Regions from separate parts of the Gossypium hirsutum genome. Here region 2 is linked to region 1. A link is a contact called in public Hi-C data. All regions are on one chromosome and are shown on one strand. The core of a region is the stretch at or near the end of the contact, and the rest is flanking DNA. Distances in the headings are between cores, read along the strand shown.

Region 1 (3,803 bases), core at 102-2,601:
AAGCAAAGAGATGAAATTCTCACAATGGAAGTGAGATTGATGGGAATAATAACCTTACTCGTCTAAACTTTGGGAAAGTTTTTGACAATTTCAATGATCGTCATGGGATGAGAATAACCGAACAGGAATGAGGAGACATGGTTGGGGGTGTGGTGGCTTGAGATGTTTGATGAGGGAGAGTGGTACAGGGCAAGAATGGGAAGTTATGTTTTTTTCTTTATTCGGTGGTGGTTGTGTAGTCCTATTCTTTGGGTTTGGTGGGGAATGGCCATTACGGGAGAAGGTAGAATGGATAATGAATGAGATTTCGTCGAATGAAGGATTCGGTGAATCAAATTAATGAATAATTGTTTATCATCGAATTAACCAGGAATTGATTGGTTATTCATGTCAACCAAACGTAGTGTTAATTACTTGGAATTATAGTTGGATTTGGAAGAAATTCTTACAAAAGCATGATGTTGCATAAAAAAATTGTGTTCCGGAATGGTGTTGTGTGGAGATTCCCTAGTGACAAATATATTGCGGCTAAAGTTTGAGGAGAAAATATGAGTATGTTAAGAACTTGTGGAATAGGACAAAATTGGTTTTGTGGTTCCCAGTTCATATTTGAAAGCATTCATTTCTTAATTTGGATGGTCATTCGTGACAGACTACATACCAAAGGCACGCATTAATGGAATGTGCCATGTGGAACAAGAAACCAAAAGCCACATTTTCTTTGGGTGTCCTTTTCTAAGGAGATATGAAATGAAGTATTACTCCTATCCTATGCCACATGGGAAGAGAAGTGGGAAACTAGCAGCATGAGCTTGTATAAGATGTAACTAGATTGAAAGCAAAGGCGTTACTTTAAGACTAACATGAAATGCATATGAAAAGAGCAAAACAGGGTACCTGATAGCTTGTATAGGATATTTGCGAGCTGTTGGTCCAAAGTTGGGAGATTAAATTGTAAGCAAATAGGGCAACTGATATCTTGTCTAGATCAACCAAGAAGAACCCCATTGGCTTTTACTCTTTCAGTCAGGAAATGGTTTTGGTTCTACTACAAGAGAGCTTAGGAATAAACATTAACTGTACTGGTTAATTCCTTGGGTTTCTCCCACCTTCTTTCTCTTTTACCCAAAAAAAAAAAAAGGAAAAGCATGAAATAGCAGCTGCTTTTAATAATCATTTTTTACGAAAAAAAATATTATTGAAAATTAAGAAAGGCCACAAGGATGACAACTGCTGGGTGCAGAATATAATTAATAATTAAATTTAATCAGATTAAAAAAGTAGTGGAATAATTCAACAATTAGAAAGACTGAGATGTACCACATCACATTAATACTTCCAATACGGACGCAACCAATAAAAAATTATTAAATTTATTTTTCAGTCTCCACTAATTGGTTGCAATACTATTTTCTTTTGTATTTTTAATATATATATATTTAATTTAGAGCAGCTGAATTGTCTGGTCTGATCCTATAATTATATTTTTCACTTGGATCTTCTTTTCTGATGAATCTCGGCCGTCCATTTCGACCCTCCTTTATCTACTGAAACTTTTTCTCAGCTCTTTTCTCTTCGCTTTTCTGTGTGCTCAATCAACAATCTCTTCTTCCCCATACCTTCTCGACCCGATCCTTATCTGACCCGATTCGTTTTATAGCCGGTTGAGTTCCGTTTCGTTTCGGATCCTACCGCCTTTTCTTTTATGAAAAAATAAAACAGAGCTCTGAAAAAAAAGTGTTTTACTTTCTTTAATCAGATCGATCCATTCTTTTTTGTCTGTTTTGGGTTAAAAAACCGTTTTGATTTTAATTTCCCTTTAAAAAAGATCAGTTTTGATTTATTAGATGGAGGAAAATGGTAATAAGTTGCACAAAACGATGACGTCACAACCCGGTATGTCCGATGTCGTATTAGGCTGCGTGATGCCGTACATCGACGACCCGAAAGACCGCGACGCCGTATCTCTAGTTTGCAGGCGGTGGTACGAGCTCGACGCGCTGACTCGTAAGCACATAACGATCGCGCTTTGTTACACGACGAGTCCCGATCGGTTGAGGCGACGGTTCCGTCACTTGGAATCCTTGAAATTGAAAGGGAAGCCTCGGGCTGCGATGTTTAATTTGATACCTGAAGATTGGGGTGGGTACGTTACGCCGTGGGTGAATGAAATAGCGGAGAATTTCAATTGCTTGAAAGCCGTCCATTTCAGAAGAATGATTGTTAAAGATTCGGATCTGGAAGTTTTGGCTAGGTCTAGAGGGAAGGTTTTGCAGGTTTTGAAGCTTGATAAATGCTCTGGTTTTTCTACTGATGGTCTTTTGCACGTTGGCCGTTTGTGCCGGTAACTTTTTCTTCCTTTCTTAATTCTTGTGCAACTATGGGTTCTTGTTTCTTTGTGAAATTAGTCAAGCTTAGGCTTAAGTTCGATGAAATTCGTTCTTTAATTCATTGTTGAAAGTTCTTTTAGTTCGAGCATCTGCTGAAAGAAATGATCAAATATGGATTGAACTCAGTGGGATCGAGTAAAGAGGACTGATTTAGTAAGTTCCAACTACTTGGGGGTTAAACCTTATCTTAGTTTTCTTGAGTTTGGTTGAGTTGAATTGTAGGAATATTTCGATTAGTGTTTATTGGAAGTGGTTATGTTTAATGAAACATGTATTCAATCCCAATTACTTCTATTTGTAACTGTTTAGTTCAAGCGTTTGAAGTCGAGGAAAATCTTTCTTCTCCTCAGCTTGTAAGCATCGTTTACAGATGTGGTTGTTGCTGCGTTTGTTTGAATGTGGAACTGATGGAAAATCAATCTGAACGATGAAACATTTTGATTGCATAGATGGGAAAGTTCCATGAAACTGTATGCGGTCATTTTGAATCCCGAATCTTTAGGAGTTAGTGACTGGTCTACTCAGGGAAGAAGCAACTGTGAAAATTTGGTTTTGTTTGTAGTGCATGATTGTGGTAGTGTTGGTACATTTTACGATTGTAGAACCAATGGAAAATATGTATGAATGATGAAACATCCTGATTGCATATGTGCTAAAGTTGCATGAAATTGTATGGGATCTATGTGATTTCGTGAGCTTCAGGAGTTAGTGAATGGTCAAGTCGGGGGAGGAGCATGGGTGAAAGTTTGGTTTGGTTTGTACTGCTTGTAGTTGCATAGGACCATTGCGATGCCATGTCATGAAGCTTTCTGAGGTTGTAGTAAGGCACTCTAGTATGAATGACAGGATACCGATAACAATACCTGTGTTTTTACTTGATTGATCCATTAATGTTTCATTTTCTTTCAAACAACAGTTTTGATAGCAATTGCCTTTGGACATAGGTCATGTGATATACTTCCATATATTTAGTAAATTGATTTTCCTCTCTGTGAATATACCGGACAAAATTTTTTCTTCACGTTGGAAATAGATGTTTTATGGACTAAAGGTTAAGTTGCTATGGCTTTTTATTTGTTAATGCTTTGCTTGTGCTTGCCCAGGGAAACTTTTCATGCTATTGGCATTATACATATTCTTTTTCACAATCTATGGTTATAGAGCAATGATCTCAATACCGGAGTAATAGTGTTAGACTTTGTTAACTGGTGCCTTTTATATCCTTGTTATGACATCCTTTATATATCTTCTCAGGCAATTAAGAACCTTGTTCTTGGAAGAGAGCTCAATTATTGAGAAAGATGGTCAATGGCTTCATGAGCTTGCAGTAAATAACTCAGTTCTCACGAATTTAAACTTTTACATGACAGATCTTGTGAAAGTGAGTTTTGAAGACCTTGAATTCATTGCTCA
Region 2 (3,995 bases), core at 661-3,160, 530 kb before region 1:
TATCTGATGTTCAAGCTCAATGCAATACCATAACAATAGATCACATTCAAGTTTTAATGGCATAGCAAGATCTTAATGATGATGAAGATGAGTGCAAGGATAATTAGTGACTGTAGTAATGGAAGTGTCAACTCTATAACAGAAAACAGAGGTAAAAGTTATAAAAGGAGAATTAAAATTAGTTCCAGCAGACCAAGTACACAACAAGTCCAGTCTTAATTTTTTCAACCTTTTAGGTAAGCAGCAGACTTGCCGATAAGTCCAATAGTACTTGCAGTTGGTCAAATGTCTTAGGCCTGCAAAACAATATAAAAGGAATATAACTCATTGATCTCGTAGCAGAATCTTAAGTCATATATGATGTTCAAGCTCAATGCAATACCATAACCATAGCCCACAAATACTTAAACTTAACCAAACTGGGTAAATAATTCAACAAGTTAAGATGCATACTTTCAACAGGCTCCTCAGGGCCGAAGTGTAAACTTACTTTGTTTCCATTGTCAACATCACGAAACTCTACCTGTAGTTTTAGGGGGGGAACAATTATTTTAGTTAATTTTCTGTTATTGTAGCTCACTAAAGAATATGAGCAATTAGGAATATTGTGAAAAGTGAACAATACATATTTATCAAATTTCTATTACAGACTTTTGCACTTATTTACAGTGAGAATTCTGCAACTCTAAAATAATTAAACAACACATAAAAAAGCAAAAAAATTAGAAAATGAAAAAAGTTAACATTTCTTACTCCAAACGTAACAAAATGAAATCGAATTCCATTTTGCTTTTGCATTCAAACAGACGCAAGTAGCATCCATAATACTCAGAATTGATTGAGCAAATGTAATACTTAACCCTTCTATGAGAGATCAGATAAAAAGCTCAGTAGAAAGCACAAATTTAAAGAAAAAGCCGGAGATAGGAATAATAAGAGGAAAATGAGAAAAGAAGTAAGCATGGCAAGCGAAGCAGTAAAGGTCAGAGCTTTTAGCTGCAAGGGAGTTTAGGTGGAATTGGCAATGGTGTAGCCATGGGATCTTGATTGGTTAGGGTAATCGATGGAATGTGACCTCAATAAGAAAGCTGACGGTGGTAGGAGAGTGGTGTGAAGGAAGAAAAACAAGAAGAATGACAGAAAGAGCAGAACAAATAGCTTAACTTTGTTCACATTTTACAACCCAAGCTACGCAAACAAATAAGCAAAAAGTTGGTAAAAAAATGGCAGCATAGCCTCATTTGAACTCGACGCCGATAGCGGCAGTTGGAGACGACGGTGGCGACTGGTGAACTTCAAGGCAGCAGATACAATAGTAGCTAGAAAGGGGTAACACCATAGCACAGCCACTTAAATCATGAAACAAAAATTAAGAAACAAAAATTTAGCATGAAACATTTACAAAATTCACACAAACAAACTAAGAACATTTTAAAATAATTTGCTGAAGCTTTTGATTCATTAAAACCCAAAATAATTCAGCTACCAAATCAAACTCTAGAAACCCCCCCCAAAAAAAAGAACACAAAAATTATGAGGATCTAATGAAGAAACCGAGAAGGATCAGAGTGAGACCGAAAAAGAACTTTAACTAACAAAATCATAGGAAAAAAAAAGAATCAAAGGCGATCACTTACCGTAAATAAGGAGGTTCAACGGAAGGAAGATGAAGATGGTGAATGAAGCTTGATTTTTCGTCGATTAAGGATCCAATTTCTATAGGGTTTACTTTGGGAAAAATGTTTATGAAGAAATTGTCGGAAGTGTAAAAGTGAAAACGACGAAGATGAAGATGAGAGACAGGATATTTTGGTCCAAAATAGGGAAAAATGTTATTACTCGTTCCTTTGAATAGCTAATCAGACCCCAAGCCCCTGAATTGCTATTACGGGCCGTAGTATCATGGAAGCTGATTCCATTCAGCGTGTAATAGCCATTACAGGCAACCAAATGTTGGTTTGGTGGTGGGCCCATTGAATTGGGCTATAATTTATTCCTATTACACCCAACCAAACATTGCCTTATTATCGTTAAGAAAACCAGCTAAATACCCAGTTCTTTTAAGCCTATGATTTAAGCCCATTAAATATAAAAAATCACTTTCTTTTCCACATTTAGATTCCAACAAGAATTAGAAGAATTTTCCTATTCTTCGCTTGAAGAAAGGATAAATTAAAAAAAAGTATATGAAACAAGCTAATAACTGAGGGTAAATTCACCTACTTTCCTATCAAGTCATATCAAACTGTGTCTAGTAGGAGGCATTATCAAAAATGTAACGAGAAAGATTTTCTTCAACAACTAAAAACAGTTAGTTTATTTACTGTATAAACTCAAATCATTTTTTTATTTTATTTGCTATATAAATTAGTTTTTTTTTCATTTAAATCACATTCTAATAGTTGTATCAATTCACTTAATTCATCCATTCTTTCAATTCTCTAAATTTTTTAGTTATCAAATTTTCATTCAATTTTTCTCAAAATCTTGTTGTTTTAATTTTATACTTTGTAATTTCTTTTTTTAATTGATTTTTATAATGAAAATTATGCTTATTCGTTTTGAGGACAATCACATTTTTTGTGTCCTATTGTAAATGGTAAGAAAATTTATTAAAATTTTTAATTTTAATTAAGTTCATTATTAAGTTGTTAATATTATTAATTTTATAATTTTTTTATGTTTATATAATCAGGCCAAAAATCAAATTTTAGAGACGTACATACACAATTTAATTGTGAGGGCACCACGTGTTAGTGAATAACACTTGCAAGAGGTGAGATTCTTGCACATGTCTCGTATGGTAGAGGGGACTAAACAAGATCCCACATTTATTCGTGCTTTGATGGAAAGATGGAGACCTGAGACATACACATTCTATCTTTCGTGCAGTGAGTGTACTATTACACTCAAGGACGTAGCTTTACAATTCAGTTTATCGGTGGATGGACCAATCATTACAGCGGCAATGTCATTGGCGATTGGAGTGCAATTTGCAAGCAACTATTAGGGAAGATACTATGGTTGGAAGAAAATTTCAATTATATCGACAACTTCGTGATTACCATTAAAAGAGAATAATATGCCCCGGGCATTCATCCTAAGGTCAATCAGGGGTTTTCTAATGTTTGATAAATCTCAAAATCTAGTACATTTAAGGTAGATACTACAACTCGTCGACTTGAAAGAAGCAGGACAACTTAGTTGGAGATAAATTATATTGGCCACATTGTACTGAGAGATGTATCGGGCGACGCAACCAAAAAAAAATTAAAATCGGTGGTTGCATACTCCTTCTAAGGACATGAGCATGGTATCAACTATCATTTTTATGTTCCCAAGTAAACACCCCTTATTCTTTCCCACTCGTAATAAGGTAAAATACATTTGATAAGATAGTTATCATAATACTTTTTCATTATTATATTTTTGAAATAATATATTATTTTAATAGGTGGAACAATAAGATGAGTTATGTGAGTATAGCAGATGAGCTCGAAGATATCTAACTATTTTTAGATCAATGATCGAAAGCCTATGTTAGTATTTGAATTTTTAAATTAATAATATTTACGTAAGAATTTGAATTTTAATATTAGGTAGATAATAAAATTTTTAATTTCGTACTATAATTCGAATGGATGTCATACACTAATCAGAGAATTCAAGAATACATCCCGGTCGAATTTTTAGCCAATCACAATATCTGGCACGTCAAGGTGCTATTGATAATTTTTTTTACAGTGGAGATGCACGAATCTGATCAAGTGATGCACCAGTTCGGGTTTAGGCAAAGTATTCCTCCGTCACTCTAAGAAATCAAAGAACTACACAAGGTCGACTTGCAAGGGAGAACTGACAGAAATTGGGCGAAATGCCACGACAAATATATCTACATTTGGAAGCATAGGTACGATTTTATACCTATGCGTGAACCAAATCTTGCACCAGAATTGACAACCTCTCCAAATTACATGAAATGATTTAGACACCAC

What was found. Hi-C and Micro-C count contacts between places; a contact is called where the count stands out from the background.
Region 2: a contact with region 1 is called in a Hi-C map of leaf, with 3 times the contacts expected there. The contact joins the promoter of LOC107941173 here to the promoter of LOC107955293 in region 1. A contact is called at or near these places in 6 of 34 Hi-C or Micro-C datasets (anther, callus, hypocotyl and 1 more).

What each region holds. Positions count from the first base shown.
Region 1 is chrA05:78,031,061-78,034,863 of Gossypium_hirsutum_v2.1, reverse strand. It overlaps LOC107955293 (coronatine-insensitive protein 1), which reads left to right and starts at 1,351. Exons shown (of 3, transcript XM_041111846.1): 1 at 1,351-2,344; 2 at 3,645-3,803. The coding sequence starts at 1,848.
Region 2 is chrA05:78,564,513-78,568,507 of Gossypium_hirsutum_v2.1, reverse strand. LOC107941173 (auxin transporter-like protein 2) reads right to left here and starts at 1,910. Exons shown (of 11, transcript XM_016874728.2): 1 at 1,638-1,910; 2 at 230-296.